Linked DNA regions of Mus musculus: regions 1 and 3 are each linked to region 2. Evidence: chromatin contacts called from public HiChIP or PLAC-seq data. All regions are on one chromosome and are shown on one strand. The core of a region is the stretch at or near the end of the contact, and the rest is flanking DNA. Distances in the headings are between cores, read along the strand shown.

The links. HiChIP or PLAC-seq counts read pairs in DNA pulled down with a chosen protein or histone mark.
Region 1: a contact with region 2 is called in an H3K4me3 HiChIP or PLAC-seq map of embryonic midbrain, with 5 times the contacts expected there. The contact joins the enhancer-like site here to the promoter of Pantr2 in region 2. A contact is called at or near these places in 1 of 39 promoter capture datasets (liver) and 7 of 115 datasets of contacts at active chromatin or transcription factors (astrocytes, embryonic brain, embryonic forebrain and 4 more).
Region 3: a contact with region 2 is called in an H3K4me3 HiChIP or PLAC-seq map of embryonic forebrain, with 9 times the contacts expected there. The contact joins the enhancer-like site here to the promoter of Pantr2 in region 2. A contact is called at or near these places in 3 of 39 promoter capture datasets (cranial neural crest, hippocampal neurons and liver), 1 of 484 Hi-C or Micro-C datasets (liver), 9 of 115 datasets of contacts at active chromatin or transcription factors (craniofacial prominence, embryonic basal ganglia, embryonic forebrain and 6 more) and 2 of 9 other capture datasets (embryonic tail and embryonic trunk).

The regions. Positions count from the first base shown.
Region 1 is chr1:42,107,011-42,110,106 of GRCm38.p6, forward strand. No RefSeq gene overlaps it. Among named protein-coding and RNA genes, the nearest start is that of Gm28175, 150 kb to the right of the region's middle. Within about 2 kb of position 1,626, at least 7 of the 459 cell types and tissues checked have an H3K27ac peak or open chromatin away from gene starts, as enhancers often do.
Region 2 is chr1:42,711,808-42,714,830 of GRCm38.p6, forward strand. It overlaps Pantr2 (POU domain, class 3, transcription factor 3 adjacent noncoding transcript 2), which reads right to left and starts at 1,647. Exons shown (of 4, transcript NR_110495.1): 1 at 1,548-1,647; 2 at 396-498. The region is part of intron 1 of Gm46091 (predicted gene, 46091); the gene reads left to right.
Region 3 is chr1:41,916,812-41,920,002 of GRCm38.p6, forward strand. It overlaps Gm29260 (a long non-coding RNA gene), which reads left to right. Exons shown (of 6, transcript XR_373362.3): 5 at 3,098-3,191. Among named protein-coding and RNA genes, the nearest start is that of Gm29260, 180 kb to the left of the region's middle. Within about 2 kb of position 1,935, at least 10 of the 459 cell types and tissues checked have an H3K27ac peak or open chromatin away from gene starts, as enhancers often do. A contact at or near this core is called in craniofacial prominence and embryonic forebrain, where this site is marked.

The DNA.
Region 1 (3,096 bases), core at 376-2,875, 600 kb before region 2:
CTAGCTAAGATAACAAATAAAAATTCCGCAGTCATATTGATACAAGCAGAAAAATAACAAGATCCAATGCTAATTCATGATTTACAATAAAACAATAAATGAGATGACTCAATAGGTTGATCCTAGGACCTACACGGTGGATGGGAAACCTGACAAGTTGTACTCTGTCCCCCATGTGTAATGGGTAATGCCTGATGTGCTTGGTGTGTGTGTGCATGTGTGTTTTGGTTTTGTTTTGTTTTTTTGTTTTTGTTTTTGTTTTTGGCTGTTAAATATGTCTGCAATTCTAAGGGGAAGTAAAGTCATGATTTTATTTGTGTGGCTTTTATAGCCATTACTTTTTAAGGCCAATCCTTACTTTGTGTCAGTTTTATTTTTCTTTCCTCAACAAGATGTCTTATTATTGTCTTGAAATGATTTATACCTTTGAGTTTTCCCACTGGAAACTCAAACTGAATTTCTTGACCCTGGATTCGTACTTATAGGTCCCATTATTCCAATAAACAAGTGAAGTCTCCTATAGACCAATATAATACTCAATGAAGAATCTTGAAAGTGAACGCTTTAGAAAGCCGTCAATGGAGTGGTAATTCTGACAACAGGGTGGACAAAGCAGGAGTTCTGAGAAAACAATGGAGTTATTTAAATTCCACCTCGAAAACTGACTGACAGTTTTTCAGGGAGCCATTGTGCTCCAAATTCCATCTCCAGGCAAGTCCAGCCTTCCCACAGTCCCCTGAAAAGCCTTTTATACCTTCCTCTTCTTCTAAAGGCGCCTTCAAAACCTCCCCCCAGCTAACTAGGATTTTCTACCATGAAAAAACAAAGGCTACATTTTTTTAAAGAAAAAAACAATATCACTTCTTTTCGAGGGAATCTGGGAGACAATGGGAAGCCTGGGACTTTCTCACTGGAATTCAAAGGCTAAACAAGCTGAAACACTTTTTGTGATTGTTTTGTTTGAAATCTACTCATTTTGGTTTCTTTCTTGGCTCCTTTATTGCCTACCCACTCCACAGAATATCTATCTAATTCTATATTGTAAAGGTAGACTTGACAGGCTAATAAAATCAATACCACTGCTGTGATATGTGCCAAAGAACCATGTCTAAGGACCACCCACCTACACCGAATTGCCTAAACCATCATACAGTGTTTAGAATAATTGTAATTTTTGGAAGGCACTCTTAAGATAGTCTCTCTCCACAGAATCAGAAACATTTTTAAGAGAGTGTTATATAATAGACATTTTAAATAAATATACATGTATGCACATGTACAATTTATAAGATGGTTTGGTGCTTCCATTAAAATTTATCCTTATTTTAGAAGAACTGCTTCTGGGCTTTATCAGATTATAAAATGAACATTTCAAAGAGAAGTTGTATTTAAGAGCAGTTGAGTTCTGAGCATCATTCAGAAACAATCTTTTTCCCCAAATAGGCTCACACAGTGTTAGTGCTATTGTTCTGTTTACTGGCCTCTAGGTAACCTTTGACAATTCCATGGTGTGCAAGGACAGAATTCTGAGGAACGTGTTGTTCTTTTGACTGGTCTTCTGCACTAGCGAACTTACCTACTTTCTCAGTCAGGCAGAGCAGCTTTGTCTAGAAGATCCCTATGAGACAACTGTGACCTTGGCAACTGACCTCTACTGTGTTCCCCAGTCTGGCAGACTGTATGGATCATCCGGTCAGGACCGTGCCTCTCCACTGCAATAGCACCAGGCTTAAGCACTCCATGACACTGGGACCAGGAGAACCAACAAGGTTGCCTTGAGACACAGGAGTCTGGGCTAGCTACCAAATTCACTCTAGGGTGGAAACCGAGTTTGTAGATTTTAAACTCTAAGCAAAGGAGAGTAGAATCCTTTCATGTTCTGTGCATTAAGAAGCTTACGTTAACCTTAAATGTCTTTGCATCTCTCTAGGAAAAATAGCCAGAGAGAGAAAGCCACAAAGTGAGCCAAGGTAAGACCCTCGGTAGGGACTTGGAGGGAGAATAATATTTCATCGTAGATAGACATGCCTTTCCATTTAGGAATACAGGAAAAGGCTTCATAGTCATGAGAGGGTGAACCACGGCCCTGCTCGGCTATGTCAACGGAGGCAAAAAGCAGCAGCGAATGAAGTTCTTAGGAAAGATGAAAGCAGAACGCTAGGAATTAGAAACTGCTTCCAAGGCTTCTGTGGACACTAGACTCTGCTGGGTAACCCGTGCCCTTAACAGAATAGAATCAACTCCTGAAATTAGAGCAAGTGGCTGGAAACAAAAAGGCTGAACAGAACTCTTAGGAAGGGGGAACTGGAAGTTTATTTAAAAGATCCCCAGAAAACAAACAAACAGAACAATAACAACAAAATCAAGAAGCAAAATAAACCAACAAAGAAATCAGCTGCCCCAGATGGAGTCAGAGCGAGACTTTATAACTCAAACACCAGCTCCCTCTAGTTCTTATGATCAGACAGAGCCTAGAAACAGAAGGAAGCACCTTCTCTACTGTTTGGCAGTAAATGTCAGCCTCAGGACCAGCCCTGGCAATGGCAGAGCATCAGCAGGACACCAATAATAGATCCCAATGCAAGCTTTAAAATAGGATATTTTACAAGATGCTATTTTTTTCTTTAAAAAAGATGTAGGCAAAAGTTCATTTTAGAACTATAATTTATTGTTTTATATGTGTTCGGGTGTTTTGCATGTATATTTATACATAATGTGTGTTTCTGGAGTCCACAGAGGTTAGGGAAAACTGTTGGCTATCCCTGGAAGTAGAGTTCCGGGTGATTGTGGGCGCTGGGAATCAAATTTAGGTACTCGGAAAAGCAGCCTATGCGATTAACTGTGAAACCATCTCTCCTACCTTAGTTTATTCTTTTAATTAATTGAAGGGAAAGTAGTGTTTGGTTATCTTCCTGGTGACAAGAAGGCATTTGACATAAATATATAATTCTAATATTTCTCAAAAACAATAGAATACAAATAGTTTTGTACTTTCCAAACAACCCTCAAATAAGCATCTTAATTAATTAAGAATTATCATAGTGATTAAAGTGTTGACAAGGGAAAAGCTATACATCATAGACCCCTCTCCATAAC
Region 2 (3,023 bases), core at 397-2,896:
GATCTGGGTAGGTGTCTTGAGCAAGACAGACTTCATTCTCCTTGCCCTGGACACCCAGATTCTCTAGAAAGCCAGGACTGTGAGCAGAGGTGACATAAGAAATAACTGGCCCCTTCCAACTGCACCACTGCTCACCTTGCCTCTTTCCTAGAGGCGGAAGAGCCTTTCTTTGTAAGTTGCTCCGTTTTTCTTACTGTGGACAGCAATTTAATTTCCTCCTTTGCCCCAAGCCTTGCACACACAACTGAGCAGGGATTTCCACTTGGGGATAACAAGAGGCTGGCATGGAGACAGAGGGAAGTGGTGGACAGCCTCCTGGAGGTAGCCTTAAGACTGGTAAAACTTCTCTGATACTTTCCCCTCTCCAGACAGCCACAGTCTCAGGAAAGACTCACCAAATGCCATGTCAACCCCGGAGCAAAAAGAACGTGGAAAACGTAGCACTAGTTCTTCATTTTCTCCTTAGCTGTTGAGTTTCACTTGTTCCTCTCACCCCATCTGTGGTAGAAGTTAAAACAACTTGTCCTTTTAAATAGATTTGGGTTTTCAGCATTACTAGAGTACTGGGAGAGAGTGCTTGCCCCAATTCCACATCCAAACCAAGTCGGTTGTAACCAGCCATCTTCAATTATGCTCTCCATAACTCGACAGAATCAGGAATCAAGGTACCATTAGGTACAAGAAGCAACAAACTTTACTAAAAGAAACAAATATAATATTGACCACGGATACATACAAACTCCCTGAAATATCATTTCTACTCTTCTTACTTCTTGGGGACAGGGGTAGGAAGTGGAGTGGGGAGGGATGGTGTAAAAATCTTAGCTGGTTTGAAAAATAACTCGATCATATTGTCTGAGTTTAAAGTTCTCAAGTCTAATCATAAGTAATAAAGTTGTTAATAGTTGTAATTGGTTTCATTGCTCGATGTAACTGGTGTTTTATTTGTGACCCAACTAAGCTTTGTAGCAAAGTACAGGTGGTTCAGAATCCATAAAAGGGAAGTTATTCCTTCTCAGGCAACTTTTCCCAATAGAAGGCAAAGTGAAGACGGCTGTCTCACACATTATCTCCTCTGCTTTGCTTTTTTTTTTTTTTTGAACACTATAGATCTAGGTTTTAATTTCTCTAGATGTGTGTGTGTATGTGTGTGTGTGTGTGTGTGTGTGTGTGTGTGTGTGTGTGTGTGTGTGTTTGATAGACCTGAAGATGCGTGGCCATCGTGCGTGGGCTCTTGAAAGCAGAGAAGAAACTCAATGTACTCAATGTACACAGAAAAGAACCGCTTTGCTAGCTAGATCAAATGCCCGACCAAGTTCACTTTCCATCCCTTCGCTGGAAGAGGGTCACCCACTGAAAGCGAAAGCTCCGGGGATTTGAGAGGGGCAGCAAGGACGGCTTAGCTTCCTAGGCCTTCTCCCAGTACTCTCTCTTCACACCCCGCTTCAGAGTACTTCTCAGGACTTCCTAATCCGAGGTGCCCACTACGGACTAGCTTCCCCGCGCTCTCCTCAACTCTTACTGGCTCCGCCGCACCCTGGACTCACCCCACACAGTCGGTCCGCTCCATCCAGACTGGAAACAGGTCTGAGTCGGGCAACGCTGGAAGCCACATCTCATCAACACCAATCCACACCAGTCGCCTAGATCTAGGCTGCAGAGAAGCCCGCGACACGCTGCCAATGATGGTGGGGGCAGGGAGGCCATGAAGAACCGCAGCCTCCAGCTGGGTTGCGGCTTTCTTATGGAAATGACCCGCGCTGGCCTACTGGACTCAAGCGGGTTCCATAGTCCCGCACCCCATCTCTCCAAAGCTTTTCCTCCCGCAAACCCTCATCCTCCTCATCCTACCGTGGCTGAACTGGTGGGGGATGAGCTAGAGCTACGCCCCGGCCGCAGAGCGCGGGCCGGGTCTCCCCTCGGCCCGACGGGCTCCAGCTCCGCATTAAATATTCATAGCAATCGCTACTTTCTTAAAGGGGAACCCGCCGCGCGGGAAAGTTCCCAGCCAGGGGGACTCACAAAGGAAGGTGTCTGCTCCCTCCGGTCCTAGGGGTAACCGGGCACACAGCTCCTGAACACTTGGGCGAACAGGGAAGGGAAGGGAAGGGAAAGATCAGAGTACCCGCTCGCCTACAGTCAAGACACTTCCTAGAGACTGCGAAAGAAGAGATATTTGGAAAGCTTTGGAAGCCCCGATCACTCGTCGCATAATTATTTAAAAATAAGTGGTCACATCTAATGCTTCAGGGTTTCCAGGGCCTTTCATTAGTTTCTTTCATTTTATAGTTTTAAAAGGACGGTGGTTTGACTTCATTCAGGCGTCATCCGCCCGGGGACCAGAAAGTTTGCTCTGTATTGCTTGAAACATGCACTCGGGGAACTTAGAAACATCACTTTGAGAGCCTAAAACAAAACCTGCACCTGTCCCATGGCTGATGTGCAGAGCTGGAGCTTGAGAACTCAGAACCCTTGTGGGGGTACTCGTGGGGAGAATTGGTCTGAACCCCAGCGCCACTGCTCAATTCCAGGCCTCTTTCTTCCAGAGCACGGAGGGCCTGCATAGATGTGCAGTCCTCGGCCTTCCGGAGGCCGAAACCCATCTGCCAACTGCTCAGCAGGGACCAGGAGAAAAGCGGAATGGGAAAGGAAGAGGAAGCAGAGAAAGTTCTGGGCCCGCTGCGGAGGAGGCCCTGCCTGGGATGCACCCCCGCCCGGGGCCAGCTGACCCGTGACCGCTCCTCCTGGTGCCAGGCGACGCCCGCGCCCTGGTGTGCTTTCACCCCCACATCCCCCCCCCCAGCCCCCCCCCCCCCCCCCCCGCTCACGCCCACTCCACACTCTCTCTCTCGATAAGGCTCTTTTTGTTCCGGACCAGGAGCACTTTCACAAATGGTTAGAAAGTCTTGAGCGCCATCTAACGGGAACAGCAAAAAGTTGAAAGTGGGTGGAGGTTAGGACCTGTGAGGTGCCCAGGCTGGGCTCCGGAGAGTCCTTTCCCCAACTCTATCCACACTCTCAAG
Region 3 (3,191 bases), core at 685-3,184, 790 kb before region 2:
TGGAAATCTAAAGTAGAATTTCTTGATAAAATACATATATATATATATCTTTCCCACTGCTGGGTTTACAGTGGAAGTGTTTGGCATGCTTCCAGTTCGCCGCATGAAAATCTAAGCCGCCTGTATAAGTGCAGAATTTAGTGTTGGGTCTTAAGGTTTTGTTTGGCATCTTGCCAATGATGTTATGCATTTAGCTGGGAAAATTGCCTAGAAGTTAATTGAGAGGAAAACACTAATATACAACCCCCCCCCCCAGGAAGAAAAAGCCTTGTATATGCATATGGTGCTGTTCATTGATAAGATTCGTATGTATACAATAAGGATCCATTAAAGTTTCTGAGAGCCAGTTTGCACTCAGCACTCAGCACCCAGCACCCAGCACCCAGCACCCAGCACCCAGCACCCAGCAGTTCATCTCTCTTCTCTGCAGAGCAGTCTGTGGCTTCTCCACAGTCAATGTTTCTAGACACAAAGTCCTAGAGGGTACTGGTCCCTTTTTAAAATTTCAATGCCCAAAGGTAAGTGATTGTTCAAGAATGCTAGAAGATACCATTCCAGCATTTGGAGAGGACATTTTAGTACCCCCTGTCAGGCACAGGCAGAGGCTACTTAGATTCTAGACAAACGACCTAGGAGATGTCTAAGATGCTCTGCTGCCCCCAGAATGCCTAGAGACTGAGGGAGTTTTCAGACTCTGTCTTTGAATTCTGGGAGCTCTGCTTGTGGGACCTACAGGCTTTCTGTGTTGCTTATTGTCTCATGGAGGCTACCCTGGCAGGCTGACTGCGCTTCTTTGTCTCCTGAATTTTCTCTGGAGTGCGTTTGAAGAGGCTTCTCTTTTCTAGTCTGTGGCACGCCTCTCCCCACCTGCTTTTGCTCCCCCTGCCCTTCTCTGCTCAAGAACCATGAGAGAAAAATCTGAGTCATTCCCTAGGAATAACCACTATGCTTTCTTCACTATGAAAGTACAAGAATGTGGTGGTGCACCCACACTTGTATGTGGTCACAGGCAGGCTGAAATTTATCCAGGAACACCCACGGATGTCACTATGCCCCATTAGTACTTAAGTCCCAGTTGATAGTCTGCCTACCCACACCTCACTCCTTTCTCAGAGACTTTTTTTTTTAGGTATTTTCCTCGTTTACATTTTCAATGCTATCCCAAAGGTCCCCCCTACCCACCCCCCCCCACTCCCCTACCCACCCACTCCCCCTTTTTGGCCCTGGCGTTCACCTGTACTGGGGCATATAAAGTTTGCAAGTCCAATGGGCCTCTCTTTGCAGTGATGGCCGATTACAGAGACAAAATTTGGAGCTGTGACGAAAGGATGGACCATCTAGTGATTGCCATATGCAGGGATCCATCCCATAATCAGCTTCCAAATGCTGACACCATTGCATACACTAGCAAGATTTCGCTGAAAGGACCCAGATATAGGTCTCAGAGACTTTTAAAGCTGTGGATAGAAAAAATAACCTTTTCCCCAAAAAGTGGAGCCTAGCCTGAAGCTCGAAAGCCCCGTCTTAAGTGCCACAGCTTCAGGGAGTGGACTTCCTGGTCACTTTCAGTTCTCCTGTCGCCCTTCTTCCTTTGCTCTAGGAGAAAGAGCTTGAGGAAGGAGGGCCGGCCATAAAGCTGGGGTATACTCTGAGGGAGAAAGTAATCCTTTAATTAAGAGGGGAATTCTTTTGTACCTGCACTGTATCCTTTTGATGCATTTAGATAGAGGGAACCTGAGAGGCCAGGGACAATGGCAGTTTGCTACTGTCTGAATCCCTTCCCCTTACACTTAATCCTGTCCTTATTGGGACCTTGGGTAGAAAGCTGATAATTTTGGTGTTGTCCTAAAAAGGAAGGCAGTGCCTTGAATTCCTGCCACTATCCCCTGATAATGAACAGGCCTAATGAATGCGGGTACGTGGTAAGAACCTGTGACCAGCTGCATCGGGGCAGGCAGTACAGCTCAGGTTTAATTGGGAGCAGGTATTGGAAGGCTGTATTACTTTAATTGGTGAGGGGTTTTCTAAATGGAAAGGACAAAGTATAATGAAGAAATTGTGCCGTACAATAGCACTTAAGCTGGGATTGTATGCATCCGTTAATCTGCTGAGGAATGAGGCAATTCTAAACAATTTTCTCAGTGAAACCAACTCCAGAAAGCCTGTCCCCTTTGTTCCCCCTTGGGAAAATGCAAGATTGAAACAGAAAATACCTTTACCGAAGCAATCATGTGCCACGTGTAGAAAGCGGATACAGCTGTAAGCTCTGCAAAAGGGATCTTTGTGGTCCAATAGGGGGACGGAAACAGAGATAAGGCTTGGGATAAGAGTGAGCCTGCGTCTGAAGTAGGAATACAGTAATGGCATTTACAGTGACAGATGAGCCTCTGAGGAGAGAGCAGGACAGTTCAGAGAGGGGAATCTGATATTTAAAAGACAGGGCCTTGATAATTAAGAGTAACATTGCATTAAGCTGTTACGCAGCTCATTATGGACAGAAGGAAAAGCCGTGTCTCCGAAAAAGTTAATGATTCTCAAGAAACCTTTCTGGAAGCCGTAACAGTACTAAAAGCCTTGGTGGACAAAAGTTTGAAGTCAGGCTGTATTTCTGGCTTCCAAATTTCATTTAAAATTGTGAAGGGCACTGTGGTCAAAAAGCCATTGCAATAACTGTGTGGTGTTCTCTGTTGCCTGACAGGGCTCAGGTGCTGTCTGTGTGTACAGCTAGACCAGGGAAGGAGGGAGACTAGCTAAGGAATGGAATTTACAAAAGTTACTGCTTTAAACACATGAGTATAAAACAGACAGGAGACATTCACCATCAGGCACTTGCTACTGACTAATTTCCTTTCACAATTTGTATTCTACAGCATATCTCTACAATAACGACACACACACACGCACACACATACACACACACACACACACACACACACACACAGAGAGAGAGAGAGAGAGAGAGAGAGAGAGAGAGAGAGACTATTGGCTTTATATTTGTGACTCAATGAGCCTTTATGAGACTGTTCAACAGAATTCTTAATAGGTTTAAACTTCTTGTGCATGAGCAATTGAATTATTCTTGTGTATTTTCTTCTAGGTGGGAAAACACGATGATCCTAAGCTTTGTGGTTTTCAAAGAAGTTCATCAGTGGGGGGAGGAGAAAATGGAGCAGAAGAGAAGTGTTGGCCAG